Linked DNA regions of Callithrix jacchus: region 2 is linked to region 1. Evidence: chromatin contacts called from public Hi-C data. All regions are on one chromosome and are shown on one strand. Each heading gives the region's core, a stretch centred on a gene start, on an enhancer-like site or on the middle of the called end of the contact. The rest is flanking DNA. Distances are from core to core; before and after follow the strand shown.

Evidence for each region. A called contact is a pair of places that touch in the nucleus more often than the background predicts.
Region 2: a Hi-C map of skeletal muscle shows a contact between it and region 1, with 2.6 times the contacts expected there. The contact joins the enhancer-like site here to the promoter of SERBP1 in region 1. A contact is called at or near these places in 2 of 3 Hi-C or Micro-C datasets (induced pluripotent stem cells and skeletal muscle).

Annotation. Positions count from the first base shown.
Region 1 is chr7:104,662,527-104,670,232 of calJac240_pri, reverse strand. It overlaps SERBP1 (SERPINE1 mRNA binding protein 1), which reads left to right and starts at 3,541. Exons shown (of 8, transcript XM_003733462.6): 1 at 3,541-3,955; 2 at 7,700-7,706. The coding sequence starts at 3,643.
Region 2 is chr7:104,731,855-104,739,560 of calJac240_pri, reverse strand. No RefSeq gene overlaps it. Among named protein-coding and RNA genes, the nearest start is that of SERBP1, 69 kb to the right of the region's middle. Within about 2 kb of position 4,695, at least 2 of the 16 cell types and tissues checked have an H3K27ac peak or open chromatin away from gene starts, as enhancers often do. A contact at or near this core is called in skeletal muscle, where this site is marked.

The DNA.
Region 1 (7,706 bases), core at 2,292-4,791:
GTTTGATTTTGCTACATGTGGTGGCAATGCAAAGATGAAGGACTTTTCCCCCTACCAGGTTACTACTGGGTGTCCAGGCTGTAAGATCAGACTGCCAGATTCTTTCAGTCAGTGTGAATTTGGGAGGGGCACTTAGCCTCAGGTTCCCTATCTATAACAGGGGTATAGAGGTAGTAATACTTTTTACTTCATAATGTTATTCTGAAAATTAAAGAAAATAATGCATGTAAGGTATTTAATACTTAGCAGTGTCTAGCACACAGTAAATGCTAAAATTATAGTACAGTAGGCCAGGCGCAGTGGTTCACATCAGTAATCCCAGCACTTTGGGAGACTGAGGCGCACAGTTTACCTAAGTCAGGAATTCAAGACCAGCCTGGTCAACATGTTGAAACCCCCTCTCTACTAAAGAAAGAAAAATTAGCAGGGTGCAGGTGCCTGTAATCCCAGCTATTCCAGAGGCTGAGACAGGGAGAATTGCTTGAACCCGGGAGATGGAGGTGGCAGTGAGCCAAGATTGCACCACTGCACTCCAGCCTGGGTGACAGTGCAAGACTGTGTCTCAAAAAAAAAAACCCAGCCTGGCCAACATGGTGAAACCCCATCTCCACTAAAAATACAAAAAATTAGCCAGGCGTGGTGGCACACACCTGTAATCCCAGCTACTCTAGAGACTAAGGCAGGAGGAATGCTTGAACATGGGTACAAAAAAATGTAGCATAGCAGTTGTTAGTTATTATCACTATTTATAGCAACAATAACAGGGGTCAAGATTATTAAGAAATGGAAGCAAGTTGCAATGTGGCTGAGAACTGAGTACTATAGTAGCATCCTGAAAGTAAATGAAGGCAGGAAGGAAGATGTAATATTGTTTCTCCATTTCATTAACATTAGGCAACTATATTGGATATTTAATCATGGTTTTCAGCATTTATTGCCAAAAAATTCTTTAGAGAGGCTTGTTGTAGATAAGACTGTGAAGTTACATGAGTATTTTTCAGAGAAGATGTGATTCAAATATTGCTAGAGAGATGACGTTTTAGGCCACATGTCTAATCAGTGACATCATCTGACACTTGTTGCTTTTATAAATCATGCCTTTAATTTGAATAATAGTGTCTGCCAGGAAATCTCTCTTCCCTGGAGGTTTATTTGGCTGATGTTCTCCTATTGAGTGTAGCAATAACTTTTAGATATTTTAATATTTAATATTAAGAAATTAATATTTCAATTTTGTATAATAAAGGAAACAGTGAAACATTTATAATATTAGTTATAAAATAACAATTGATTGAGAGATGTAAAAGACCATCTTGAACTTTGTGTACTTTAAAAATGGGCTTTAAAACTTCTGAAATATAGAAGATTCTCCCTTTTTCTCCAAATGCTTATTCATAACGTTTTTATGTAATATTTAATAGGTAAGTTCTCTGAGGAGCATAAATAAACCTCACCAATTCATAGCCAGAAAATTCCCCTATGTGTAGCTTATTTTCAAATATTCTTATTGTAATAATGCTTGGTGGTCATGAAGATCTGTTAGAGCAAACCAGCAATCTGTAATGGAGGAGAAAAATGACTAACAACAGGCCTGCCCCACACCCTACATTGTGGCAGGAGTAGTTAACTTACTTAAGCTCTTTGTTTTCATTTTCTTCATCTTAAAACATGAGTAATAACTTTTTCTGGGGGCATGGAGTAATAACTTTCTTATAGAGTTGATGTAAGGACTAGGGGAGGTCACATATGTAAAGTGCAGCAAGCATATACTAAAACATGATATTTTAGCTATGAATATTGTTATTGCTGGCATGGCCAGAAAGAGGTAACAAGAGGTGCTTTCACAGATGTCTCAAAGATGCAACAGCCCCTGGTGAAGAGGAAGGATCTATCAAAATGTGGAGATATTCCACATTGCACTTGAGCTATTTCGAAAGGGTGGGAGAGTATGCTTAAAAGCTCTTTGTCTTGGTAGGTGCCACAAAGCCAGGGACTGAGGAAGGCAGGGTGAGGTAGGGGATGTGTTTGAGGTTGGGAGTTTACGACTGAGGCAGCAGGGAAATAAGTGACTGAGTTGGGGAGGATTGAGAAGACAACCAGGCTTGCTGCCACATGTATGTAATATGACTCTTGTCTTCTATTTTCCCTGCTAAGGAATTGATTTAAAATCTGCTCAGAAATTGATGATTACATTCTGCCATGTTACATACCCTGACATGCAACAATGTTTAAATCATACCGGAAATATAAAAATTGGATTGGTTTCTATCAGGGCAGAGTCTGAATTAAAGAGTTCATGTCCAGTCTCATAGCGGAGGTAGAAGACTGGGCTAATGCCTGTCACTAGCATTTACAGAGGTGTGAATTTGGTAAATAATTTCATCTGTGAAATGGTTTCAGCATTTGTGAGAAGAGGCAAACTATTTGCCTAACGAGATGTTGACTTCAAGGTTATTCAAAGCTACTGACAAGAGATGCATTTGCTATTTTATATTAACGGAAAGCGATTTAAAATCATGATATATTTAAAGACGGCGCTACGAAATGTGCTTAAAAATGCAATGAAGTTGTATTCTCTTAATTAACTTAATTAGTATCAACGCTTTTAGTCATCATTGATTTCAGTAGTTCCCTCTCCTCATCGCAACTCCTAGCACACACGCACTCGAAATGCTCTAACATGGTATTTATTGAGCCCATGTGACCAACACTACAGCCACCGAAGCCCCGGCTTGCAGGACACGAACGGACAATTAAATGGAATGACTGTAGCAAGCGTTTCTCCAGTCTTTCTGGAGGATTCCCCCGCGTCTAGCGCTGCACGGTCAGGAGTTATCCGACCGCCACACGGCGAGAAGCCCGGGAAAGGCGCGCCACACTCCCATGTGATAGCTCCACTTGTGTTTTTGCTTAGTTCTGCTACCCTAGTTCACGTCCCCACTAGAAGAAACGTATTCCACCTCACATTAGACAGAAGAGCCTCGATTCACCGTGGAGGCTGACGGAGGGGGACTCTGGCAACTGAGCACCTCGGACTTATCACAGGCGGGCTGCAGCCTACCCGCGGCCGGCGCGGCACCTCAGCAACACCCCCTCCCCCGGAAGTTTGTGGGTCTCCAGCTGTAAGGTCTGGGAGTCACCTTGACCCTCCCGGAGCGGTGGGGAAAGTTAGCCCTGGGCCCGAGGGGGCGTGAGTGAAACCAGAGAGCACTTTCGCGAGTCAATTACACCGTCACGTTTTTCTGGTTTCAGGGTAGCTGAAGACCTAGAGAGTTTGAGGGTGGGTAGAGCAGGTGGCAGGACTCCGCCCACCACCACCACCACGCTTCCCCTCCTTCAGCTCGTACGCTTCACTCCCTTCGTGAGGTCCCGCCTCTCAGGCGCGCGCGAAGAGTTGTCGCGAGGTGCATCCTGGGAATTGTAGTCTCTACGCGGGGAGTCGCCTCAGGAGAAACGACTCTGGCCTACATAACCCACAGTGCCTTGCGGCGCAGGCCGCTCCCGGATGTGTGCCTGGCGCCGGAAGAGAAGACGGCCCCCCTCTCTCGGCCCGGCCATCTTGTGGGAAGAGCTGAAGCAGGCGCTCTTGGCTCGGCGCGGCCCGCTGCAATCCGTGGAGGAACGCGCCGCCGAGCCACCATCATGCCAGGGCACTTACAGGAAGGCTTCGGCTGCGTGGTCACCAACCGATTCGACCAGTTATTTGACGACGAATCGGACCCTTTCGAGGTGTTAAAGGCAGCGGAGAACAAGAAAAAAGAAGCCGGCGGGGGCGGCGTTGGGGGCCCTGGGGCCAAGAGCGCAGCTCAGGCCGCGGCGCAGACCAACTCCAACGCGGCAGGCAAGCAGCTGCGCAAGGAGTCCCAGAAAGACCGCAAGAACCCGCTGCCCCCCAGCGTTGGCGTGGTTGACAAGAAAGAGGAGACGCAGCCGCCCGTGGCGCTTAAGAAAGAAGGTAAAGCAGGGGCAGAATGTGGGGGAGATTGAGATGGAGGGAAGGAGCTAGGGGGCTGCCGGCTGCCACTTGTTTCTGGAGCTCCGAGGGTCCCCGGGAGACTTTGTAGCCGATTTCCTCACGTTTCTTCACGCGACCAAAGCCAGGTCCTGCAAAGGTGCCGGGAGCGTGGTAGCCCCAAGTTCAAGCCACCGCCGGCTAGGTTCCCGGAGCCACCTCCTTCCCGCCTCAGGTTGTGAGCAGAGGAGCGTGGTTGCAGATGAGCTGCTCCTCGAGCGCGCTCGACGTACTGGGAGGCTGTTGCCTTCCCGCCGGATTCCTTGGCGGGCGAGCGCGTGGACTGAGGTGCGGGGAAGCCGGCCGCTCACTGAAGCTTCCCGTAGTTATGGAGGAGCTTGGGTCCACCGCTGCTTACTGCCAGAGCTGCACCTTTGAGATGATGATGTTTCGGGCTCCCGTCCTGCCATCTTGTCCCACGACGGAGCGGAGTACCCCCACTGAAAAGCGGGGGTCGTTCCAGGCCATCAGACGTGTGGAATAAGCTGCTGGTTGGGGTGCCGCATATGTTTTATTGTTTCCCCTCTCCCTCTCAACTGTTAGGAGCCTTCTCATAACTTGCTGGGGTGAGTTGAGCTGTCGGGAAATGGAGGAGTTTGCCACACTCGATTAAGCAGAAGCGGGAATTACGAATGAAGACCGGTGATTGCAGGACATCCCGAGGAACGTCCTCGAGTCGCGATCCTCTCTCTCGACTCCCCAGACTGAATCTTTAACTTGGTGTGGTCTGGGTCTCGTGGGTGAAGTCAGTGCAGAGGCTGTCACAGCATTAATCGCAGCAAAGCTCTTTAGAGTCTGCAGTTTTTTCTTCCACCCCACATGTGTGTGAAGCATGATCGGTTTCACTGGCGGTTAATAGTTGTTTCCAGGGCACTGAGTTTCATAGGATTGTCTTGATTTTTGCACTCATTACCGGTTCGTTATGGATGAAAAAGCAAACGGTTTGGGGATAAGAACATGCGTGGTTAGTAGCAAGCAGGTGTCGGACTTCAGCTCTGAATCTTTAAAGTTGTATTTTTATGTTGAAAGTGGAAATTACCCCTTACCACGTGCTTCAGAAAGTTGTTTCTCATTAGCTTTAGTTGAATTCTATAACATTCAACTAATTTTCAAAATCAAAAGTTTACTCGTGGTAGGATTTGTTTTAGGAATTTTTTTTTTTTTTTTTTTTTGAGGACTTTTGTGAGGCTTGTAATGAACCTCGGTCCTAGGTGGTGCGTAAAGGAAAATAATTAATTCTTGTGGTAAAATTGTAGGTTGGGGAAAAACGGGAGTATTAGAAGGCATGTACGTCACTTAGGCCAAGTATCTCTTTAGCTAGTTAAGCTTTATGGGACTCTAGCACAATTAAATAAATCATTTAGTTCCCGTGTTAAGAAACGCTGAAACTATGCTTAAGCTCACCTCAAGAAAGTACATGAAAAAGTTGAGTCTGACGAATAAATCTAAAATGTACCAGCTAGATGTGTTCACTCATTTTGAATGCTCAAAGCATGAAGCATGGTTTAAATGCCTGAGTTTTGATCATGAATCCCGTCTATGAAATAAGCTCTTACCTGAAAAGTAATGTTTTTATAAGTTGCAAATGTGGGGAATGGTTTCATGAAGTTAGAACCAGGACTTAAAGTTCACCATTCAGTAAATCCATGGGAAAACTATTTCATATTAGCAATCAGCATTTTTCTTTCTTTCTTTCTTTTTAAAATTCATTTACTTATTCTTTCCCCCCAGCCTCTTGCAGGTAGCAATCAGCATTTTTCTTAGGTCATTATTTCAGAGCATTCTTAATAAGTTGCATAAAATACAAGCATATAAATATAGGAAACATGATGAATGGAAAATACTCGTTTTGAGATTCTACCGTTTGGTTCACTGGGAATAAATCTAAGGAAAATCCCTGCATAGAGTAGGAAGGTTAACCTGTTTGTGTTCTGTGATTTTGGTAACACATTGTGACACAATGCTTAACAAAGTATAGGCAGATATATAATGTTTTATGAATTAAATTTGTAGCTACTCTTGTCCATTTGAAGAACTTAAGAATTGACAGCAGAATGTCATTGAGAGTGGAACAGACATTTTCTTAAAAAGAATGAATGCTTCGAATCTAGTGCAGTTAGTGAGCTTGCAAGTTATAGATAAGTATATCAAAATAAGCATGCAGTTTTCAGTATCAATCTTTTTCATTAGGTGAGCTTAATAAGTGTTTTTTAAGATTCTGTAAGCCTAATATTGGATATTGGGTGGGGACACCAACTATTGTTCACTTGGGTGTGTTTGGCTTGGATATTATTGCAAGGACTGGCTCCGTAGCTCCACCCAGTACACTTTTTTTTACTGACATTTATTTAAATACCTTGGTGTAAGGTCTAACATTTGTAGTCTTTTTGAGGGTTTGCCGGGAATGAACTTCAAAATTCTATTGAAGAGATTGATAGTTACTGTTTGGCTTCAGTTACAGGGAAGCCAATTGGACAATTGAGTGTATCCTGATGCTGTTCTACTTTCTTAGAAAGAACCAAAGTAAAGCAGCTTAAAGTCTTGTAAAACCAATTCCTCGGCTGCTTTATGATTTTGTTAGAAATTGGGAATTACAGCATACTGGCAATCTTACAGTCATTAATTTAACCATCACTCTATTGATCCTTAAGGCCACCAATAATTTAATAACATTGGTTGCCATTGTGGGGTTTCAGATATTATAGGAAAAAAGCAGTTAAGGGGGGGAAATTAATAAATGCTTCAGCTATCACTGAGTGTCACAAGTTTCTTATTTTCTACATATTGCTTAAAAGGGGTCTTATGTGTGTGTATTTGGTTTTTAAAGATTCTTTGAAAATAAAGATAGTTGTTAGGGCACATTTTTAAGAGGACTCTCCATCCATAGTAAGTAAATGTTTCCTAACTTGGAAGTACTTAGGGATGTGATACTGTGTACAAACATATATACACTTTATATGCTGTGCATTTTTAAACTATTTAATAGGGGAAGATGGCCCTTATTGTGTGCCTATAGTTAACAGTACTGTAAAAGATGACACCTTTTCTGGTTAAATGGCTGTTTTAAACTGAGGTGATGTTCTCTAATAATGCTAAATGCCATATTTTCCTTTCAGATTTGTAATTTTATAGAATTATTAGTCTTAATTGCATTTTTGTTCAGATTAGGTAGGATAACATTGGGGCCTTCACTTTTGTGAGGGGCCATATCTAGTGAGAGTGTATGATTTGCTTTGTTATTTATGAATGGCTGCTCGTATTTTCTTTGGCATTTTAAAAGCCAAAGTGTATTGCTTGCCTAAGATTTTTTTTAATTTAAAACTTAATTAAGAGACTGCTGATATCTTGGAAAGTGATGGGAAAAATGGCTGCCCAAATGACTTTCAAGTCAGTTATAGAAAATTCTTTTGGGGAGAGAATAACTTGGCAAACTGAATAGAAGTTTAAAACAAGTTTATTGTCTTAATTTTATTTATGTATTTAGTCAGTGGTATGGATTGCAAGGTTCATTGTCTTTTAAGTGGCAGTTTGGCTAAGGTACTTCGTTGACATTAGAGATGCCCAGTGTTAGCTTTTTTCCGACAGGAAGTGATAGTGGATTGGTAGAGAAGTGGATTTTGATAGTCCAGGCCTAAACTTTTTGTATTGCAAAAATAATTTGCTTATGCAGGTTATCTATCGTTTTAGGAATAAG
Region 2 (7,706 bases), core at 3,446-5,945, 68 kb before region 1:
AAAAAACAGTTTAATTTTGAGAATTCCCTGAAAGTATTTCAAGGACACCACTCAGGCCATACTTGGAGAACTGCTGTGTACGAGAACCTCTGTCTAGGCTAGGCATGGTGGCTCACAACTCTAATCCCAGCACTTTGGAAGACCTAGACAGGAGGATCCCTTGAGCCCAGGGGGGTTGAGGCTGCGGTGAGCCATGATCATACCACTGCATTTCAGCCTGGGAGACAGAGCAAGACTCTCTCAACAACAACAAGAAGCTTTCAACCAGTGGCTCACACCTGTAATCCTAGCACTTTGGGAGGCTGAGGGTGGATCACTTGAGATCAGGAGTTTAAGACCAGCCTGGCCAACATGGTAAAACCCTCTCTCTACTAAAAATACAAAAATTAGCTGGGCATGGTGGTAGGTGCCTGTAATCCCAGCTACCTGGAAAAATGAGGCAGGAGAATGCTTGAACCTGGGAGGCAGAGATTGCAGTAAGCCAAGACCATGCTACTGCATTCCAGCCTGGGCAACAGAGCAAGACTCTGTCGAAAGAAAGAAAGAAAGAGAAAGAAAAGAAAGAAAGAAAGAAAGAAAGAAAGAAAGAAAGAAAGAAAGAAAGAAAGAAAGAAAGAAAGAAAGAGAAAGAAAGAAGAAAGGAAAGAAAGAAAGAAAAAGAAAAAAGAAAAGAAAGAGAGAAAGAGGAAGGAAGGAAGGAAGGAAGGAAAGAAGGAAGGAAGGAAGGAAATTAATTTTATTTTAGTGTGATTTTTTGTTTTCTTTTTGTAAATTCCAAAGTGCTGGGATTACAGGTGCCCAGCCATCTTAGTGTAATTTATAGCAGGGAGACTCTCTTGTTCCTTCTTATTGCCACCAACCTACTTCAGATTTGTATTACATTGGGCAGGCTTCAGCAAAAGCTTCAGAACTGGTTTCCCACCACCTCCAACTGTGAAGATATTATAAATTTTATAAAATATAGCATGATTAAGTCACTGCCCACCTCAAAACCCTCAAACGACTCTTCAGTTCCTGGTCAACGAGGCTCACATGCCTGAAAGTTAGGCTCCATGATCTGATCGCAGGCAAAAATTCCAGGCCTCACTTACACTCAGCCCCATTGGTGGGCCTGATGGGCCTGATGGGTTTGTTTTCACTTGTCCCTTCACTTGCAGCAGTCTCTGTCCCATCTCCTCCCATTCTCCTTTTGCTTTCAGACTCACACTCCTTGCTGGAGATTTTTTTTTTTTTTTTTTTTTGAAAAGAGTCTTGCTCTGTTGCCCAGGTTAGAGTGTAATGGTGTGATCTTGGCTCACTGCAACATCCACCTCCTGGATGCAAGTGATTCTTCGGCCTCAACCTCCTGTGTAGCTGGGAGTACAGATGTGCACCACCACACCTGGCTAAGTTTTGTATATTTAGTAGAGACGGGATTTAATCATGTTGGCTGGGCTGGTCTCAAACTCCTGACCTCAGATGATACACCCACTTTAGCCCTCCAAAGTGTTGGGATTACAAGTGTGAGCTACCACGCCCAGCCTGGCGATCTTTTACAAGCTTCTCAAACGTGGTTTGCCCTCTTACACAAAACCTGATGTGTAAGATGTGGTGCTTTTCATCCAGATGTTGCCAGATAGGTCCCCCCAAAAGTTGCTTTGTCAGTTTCCTATTCTCACTGTAACAAAATGCCACAAACTTAATGGCTTTACAATACAGATTAATCTTATAGTTCCGGAGTCAGAAGATGGACATGGTTCTTGGGGGCTACAGTCCAGGTGTTGGCAGAGTTATATTTCTTATGGAAGCTCTAGGGGAGAATCAATTTCCTTGCATTTTCCAGCTTCTAGAGGCCTCCAGCATTTCTTAGCATGTGGCCCCTTCTTCCATCTTCAAAACACATCACTCTGACCTCTGCTTCTCTTCCATCCTCACCTCTCTCTCTCTCTTTCTCTCTCTGACTCAACTGCCTTCCTCTTATAAGGACCCCTGTGATTACACTGGACCCACCTTACTAATCCAGGGCAATCTCCCCATCTCAAGGTCCTCAACTTAATTACATCTTCAAAGTCCATTTGCTATGTAATATATTCAGAGGCTCCAGGAATTAGAATGTGGACATTGGGTGGGGAACAGGGTGGGGGGACATTATTCAGTCTAACACAGTCATTAATGCCAAAAGATGAAAGTCAAAACCCACTGCCATGAATTATACAAGTCAGACATATGTCCCTGCTTGGAGATAATATTCATCCAAGTGCTTTGAAGATTAAATGAGATAATCTGCATGAAGCACAATGACAGCTGCACAGTGATCACTTGCCAAGTCCCTGTGACTATTATTGTTGGCCATTATTATGGCATTTACCACCAGGTGACTTAGAGTCCTTTTCACAGCACGCGTCATATCTCATAACTAGATCTTTATTTTGGGTGATTGTTTACGTGATGATTTTTAAATTGACTTTAAATTATGTAAACATTATCTTAATACATTCATTGAAAATGAAAAAATGAAGAAGACAAATTCCTGTCCTCAAGATTAAGGTTATGTGGGTGAAACATATATGCTTTTATTAGGAACTAAGATAAAATTCTTTGTAAGGAGCACAGAAAAAAATGTTTTTATCTCTTAAAAAGGGTGGGAAAATATACTGTTAAAAAATTAATTCTTCTTCCAAAAAAATTTGTTTAACCCATCTCTCTCATATAAAGAACTCCATATGAATGGATAAGGACTGTTTTATATACCATCAAATTCCCAGAACCCAGCCCAATAGCAAATACATACATAGTTAACACTCAATACATATTTGTGAAATTAATGAATTAAATCTAACTTTAGGCCAGGCATGGTGGCTCACACCTATAATCTCAGCACGTTTGGAGACCAAGGTGGGCAGATCACTTGAGGCCAGAAGTTCGAGACCAGCCTGGCCAAGATGGTGAAACCCCATCTCTACTAAAAATACAAAAATTAGCCTGGCCTGGTGGCACACACCTGTAATCCCAGCTACTCAGGAGGCTGAGGCAGGAGAATCTCTTGCTCCCAGGAGATGGAGATTGCGGTGAGCTGAGATCGTGCCACTGTACTCCAGCCTGAGTGACAGAACGAGACTCTGTCTCAAAATAATAATAACAAAGTCTAACTTAAAAACACCTCTCTTGTTTCCCCATTGCCTTCAGAATGAAGTCCAAGTTCTTTACTTGGCAGGAAAAACAAGTTTTTGCAAGATCCAGTCCCAACTTGCTTCAAATTTCACTTCCCACCACTCCCAACCAGCCTCATACCCTGGTTGAGGCTGGACAGCTCCCCCCACCACAATGCCCTGGACAGCTCCCCCCACCACAACACCCTGGTTTTCTGGATAAAGGGACCTACCAGATCTTCCACAGCACCAGGAGCTTCTACCCACCCTTGCCTGAAAGCCCACCATATTGGAATAGCCTGTCCATCTGACAATTCCTTCCCATCTGCAACAGCCTATAAGATCTTTAAGGGCAGACACTAGGTCTTACTTCCTGTTACATTCCAAGAGCCTGGCAGGTGTGTGGACAAAGCAGGTACTCAGTTACTGTCAGCTGAATGCCCGCCTCTGCCTCCATCTCTATGATGTAAACTCCTTGGGTGCAGAAACTCTTATTTATCTTCATCTCCTCAGACTCCAGCAGGGTGCCTGACAGGAAATTAGTGGGCACTCAACAAATGTTTGCCGAGTGGACTGGTCTTTTCACAAAATGCCCTGCCTACATTAACAATAAATCACAGATTGTGTGCTGGTCACTATGTGCCAGTCACCATTGGTAGGCTCTAGTAGGGATTAAAATACAAGACAAGCCTGGGCGCGGTGGCTCACGCCTGTAATCCTAACACTTTGGGAGGCCGAGATGGGTGGATCACCTGAGGTCAGGAGTTCAAGACCAGCCTGGCCATCTCGGTGAAACCCCATCTTAAAAAAAAAAAACACTGTCCTTCCCTGCAGTGCTTACAGGAACACACAGCAAGCAATACTCAATGTAAGTGTTTATTGATGGATTCCAAAAATGCTTCTCTCTTTTTTTGAGACAGGGTCTAGCTTTGATGTCCAGGCTGAAGTGCAGTGGTGCGATTTCGGCTTACTGCAACCTCCACCTCTGGGGCTCAAGCCATCCTCCCACCTCAGCCTCTTAAGCAGCTGGGACTACAGGCACATGCCACCACGCCTGGCTATTTTTTGTAGAGACAAGATTTTACCATGTTCCCCAGACTGGTCTCAAACTCCTGGGTTCAAGCAATCCTTCTGCTTTGGTCCCCCGAAATTGCTGGGATTATAGGCATGAGCCACTGCACCCACCTTACAAATGTTTCTCAATGGATTCCATGGGTTACTCTTCTTGCCAAGAAGTCTGTCTCAGCAAGAGAGAGGCCAAAGTCTAATCCTAAAATAGCCACTGTTCCCTCTATTCTATCAGGTCTTAAATAGCTCCAACCCTTCTATCTGTAATTCTATACCTGACCATACCCTTGCATATATAACAACAGCCTCCAGTAGAGCCCGCTCAGCAGACTAACCGACTCTAATGCCCAACGTCATCCCGTCTAGTTTCCCACCTTACTGGCACTTTCCCTGGGCTCTCAGAGGGCATCCCTTGCCCCACTCCTCCTATCTCACTTGGCAGTCCCCAGAGGCCCAGAACAACAGTCCTATCTTGTGAAACAGATCAAGGTCATGGCTCCAGTGGCAGAAGAAAGGACGGTTAGTGGCAGGAAATAGGTGTGAACAGAACAGTCACCAGGGCACCCAGACACCCCCAGTGAAATCGCAAGTGCAGCTTTATTTCCTGTGTTATGGAGAGAGGGGGGGAAAAAAAGGTGTCAGCCTCCTATTAGGGAGAGTAATTACATCCTTTACAGCTGTGTACCTAATTAGTTTCTTTTCAACCATCCTCATCATGAGAAAACACATTAAATAATTGGAGAGAAGAGGAGATAAGAAAGAGAATGAACATTTGAGAAGAGACTACTATGAGTCAGGCAAGCCCTGTACTGGGTGTCTTTCTGTATGTTAGTTCTCTAACCCTCCCCAAAACAAACATACAATCCAAAGACCACATAGTAGTTGCTATTTTATCAGCAGCATTTCCCAGGGCTTCAGAAAGTTTTAAGTCATTACATAGCTGGTAGGCAGCATTGCCACTATTTGAACCCAGTTCCTACAAAACCCATGGTTTTTATACTACACAGTTTTCCATTACTGAGCAGTTGCTATATGACAGGCACTTTCAAATGATATTCCACAGAATCTTCCCCACTGCCTACAGGAAGTGATTTCATACAACTTTTTTTTTTTTAGACAGTCTCTCTCTGTCACCCAGTCTAGAGGGCTGTGGTGCAATCTCTGCTTACTGCAAAGTCACCTCAAACTGCCTTCCCATTACATATAGTATATGCCTTCGCTGTCCATATACTATATGTAATACACCCCTCATGGAGTTTTCATGGGGATTAACTAAAGTAACGTAGTTGGATAATGGTGGCTGCCTTCCCAGTTCAAGCGATTCTCCTGTCTCAGGCTCCTGAGTAGTTGGGACTATAGATGCAGGCCACCATGCCTCGCTAATTTTTGTATTTTTAGTAGAGATGGAGTTTCACCATGTTGGCCAGGCTGGTCTCAAATGCCTGACCTCAGGTAATCTGCCCAACTCAGCCTCCCAAAGTGCTGAGATTACAGGCGTGAGCCACTGCACCTGGCCCAAACAACCATTTTATAAGTGAGGAAACCGAGGCTCAGAAAGGATACTACCTTTTCCAAGTCCATATTTACAAAGCTGAAGATTTCACCTCGAAATTTTGAAAAAAACTTACAAGATAAGAAAAATACCTCTAGCTATGTTAAGCTGTAAAAGATGACAGCATATTGCATGTTTGTAAAATCGATGGAAGGGCTGGAGGAATGGGCTCTCGGCTGGGACCCTAGGGATGGCACCAGAACAACACCCAGACCACCTGGCCAAGCTGGTATCCTAACTGCTGACTCCAGGCTCCTTCTACCTTAACCATGATCCAGCATCAGGTAGCTGCCATTGTCAGTGCTGGTTCTGTATTGGCCAGGCCTACACTAGCAACACAGGTGACTGGGTGACTTCACCTTCATTGCCATTTAACTTGACTCTAACTTTGAATCTTCTGCAAATACATCTGGGTTCTGATCATACCTAGAAACAGTAAAGGAGGCTGAGAAAGGTGGATTTTACCTTTCTAGCCTCTGCAGTTCAGGAAGGCACCAGGAGGAAGGAAGGAGAGATGCTAAGCGAGTCATTGTACCGTATCTGTTGTAGTCCACATTCCCACAAGGCATCCATCTGCTGGAGCTGAGAAGCCCTCTTCAGAAGCCAAGGATCAAGTCTTCCAACTCTCATTAACACTTTGTATATTGTTAATCTGTTGCTTCTGTCTGCCAGACAATATCCCATTGTGTGAATGTACCACGTTTTACCCATCCATTCTGCCAGCGATGGAAACCCAAACTGTTCTTTGGGCCTCCTGGGAATTTGCCTAAATCATATGCTTGGACTCTATGGCATTTTGAGGTTGTATCACCTGAATTCAGCTGCATCCACTGTAGAATGAAGACAATAACAGTAATAAGCAACATGTGTGAAGCAGTTACCAAAATTCAGGCTCTCTTTTAAATACTGTCCATATACTATATGTAATATACTCCTCATGGAGTTATCATGGGGATTAACTAAAGTAACGTAGTTGGATAATGGTGGCTGCCTGACTCTGGATTGTGATTAAGGTCGGAGGAGTCTGGAGTCAGCAGTTGGGATGCCATTTTGGCCAGCCGATCTGGGTGTGTTCTGGTGCCATTTGTCGGGACCCAGCTTAGAGCCCACTCCTCCAGCCTTTCCATCAATTTTTTATAAACATGCAATATCCTGTCATCTTTTATAGCTTACGTAGCTAGAGCTTATTTATTTTTAATTTTTTTTTTCTTCTTTTTTTTTTTGGAGACAGAGTCTCACTCTGTCACCCAGGCTAGAGTGTAGTGGCACAATCTTGGCTCACTGCAACCTCCACCTCCCGGTTCAAGTGATTCTCATGCCTCAGCCTCCTGAAAAACTGGGATTACGGGCATGCGCTACCATGGCCAGCTGATTTTTGCATTTTTAGTAGAGACAGGGTTACACCGTGTTGGTCAGGCTGGTTTCAAACTCTTAGCTTCAAGCCATCCACCTGCCTCAGCCTCCCAAAGTGTTGGGATTACAGGCGTGAGCCACCACACCCAACCTAGAGCTGTTTTTCTTACCTTGCAATTGTTTTCAAAATTTCAATGTGAAATCTTCTGATTCATAAATAATGGACTTGGGCATAGTGGTGGTCAATAAGTAACATCATTATCATCAAGTAGCAGATCCAGAGCAGTCTGGAATGTTCCTCCAGGCAAGGTACCTTGGTTTGCCTCCGTGCACTCACCCTATGGCTTGTGCAATTTCGATGCTAGCCCTTAAAACACAGATAGCAGTGATTCCTTTTTCTCTCTAACTTCCCACAAGGTTAGGATTCCTTTAAGGCTGGAGTGGGTCTTATTCTTTTCTTTCTTTTTTTTTTTTGACATGGAGTCTAATTCTGTCACCAGGCTGGAGTACAGTGGCAAGATCTCGGCTCACTACAACCTCCGCTTCCCTGGTTCAAGCAATTCCCCTGCCTCAGCCTCCCAAGTATCTGGGACTATAGGCACATG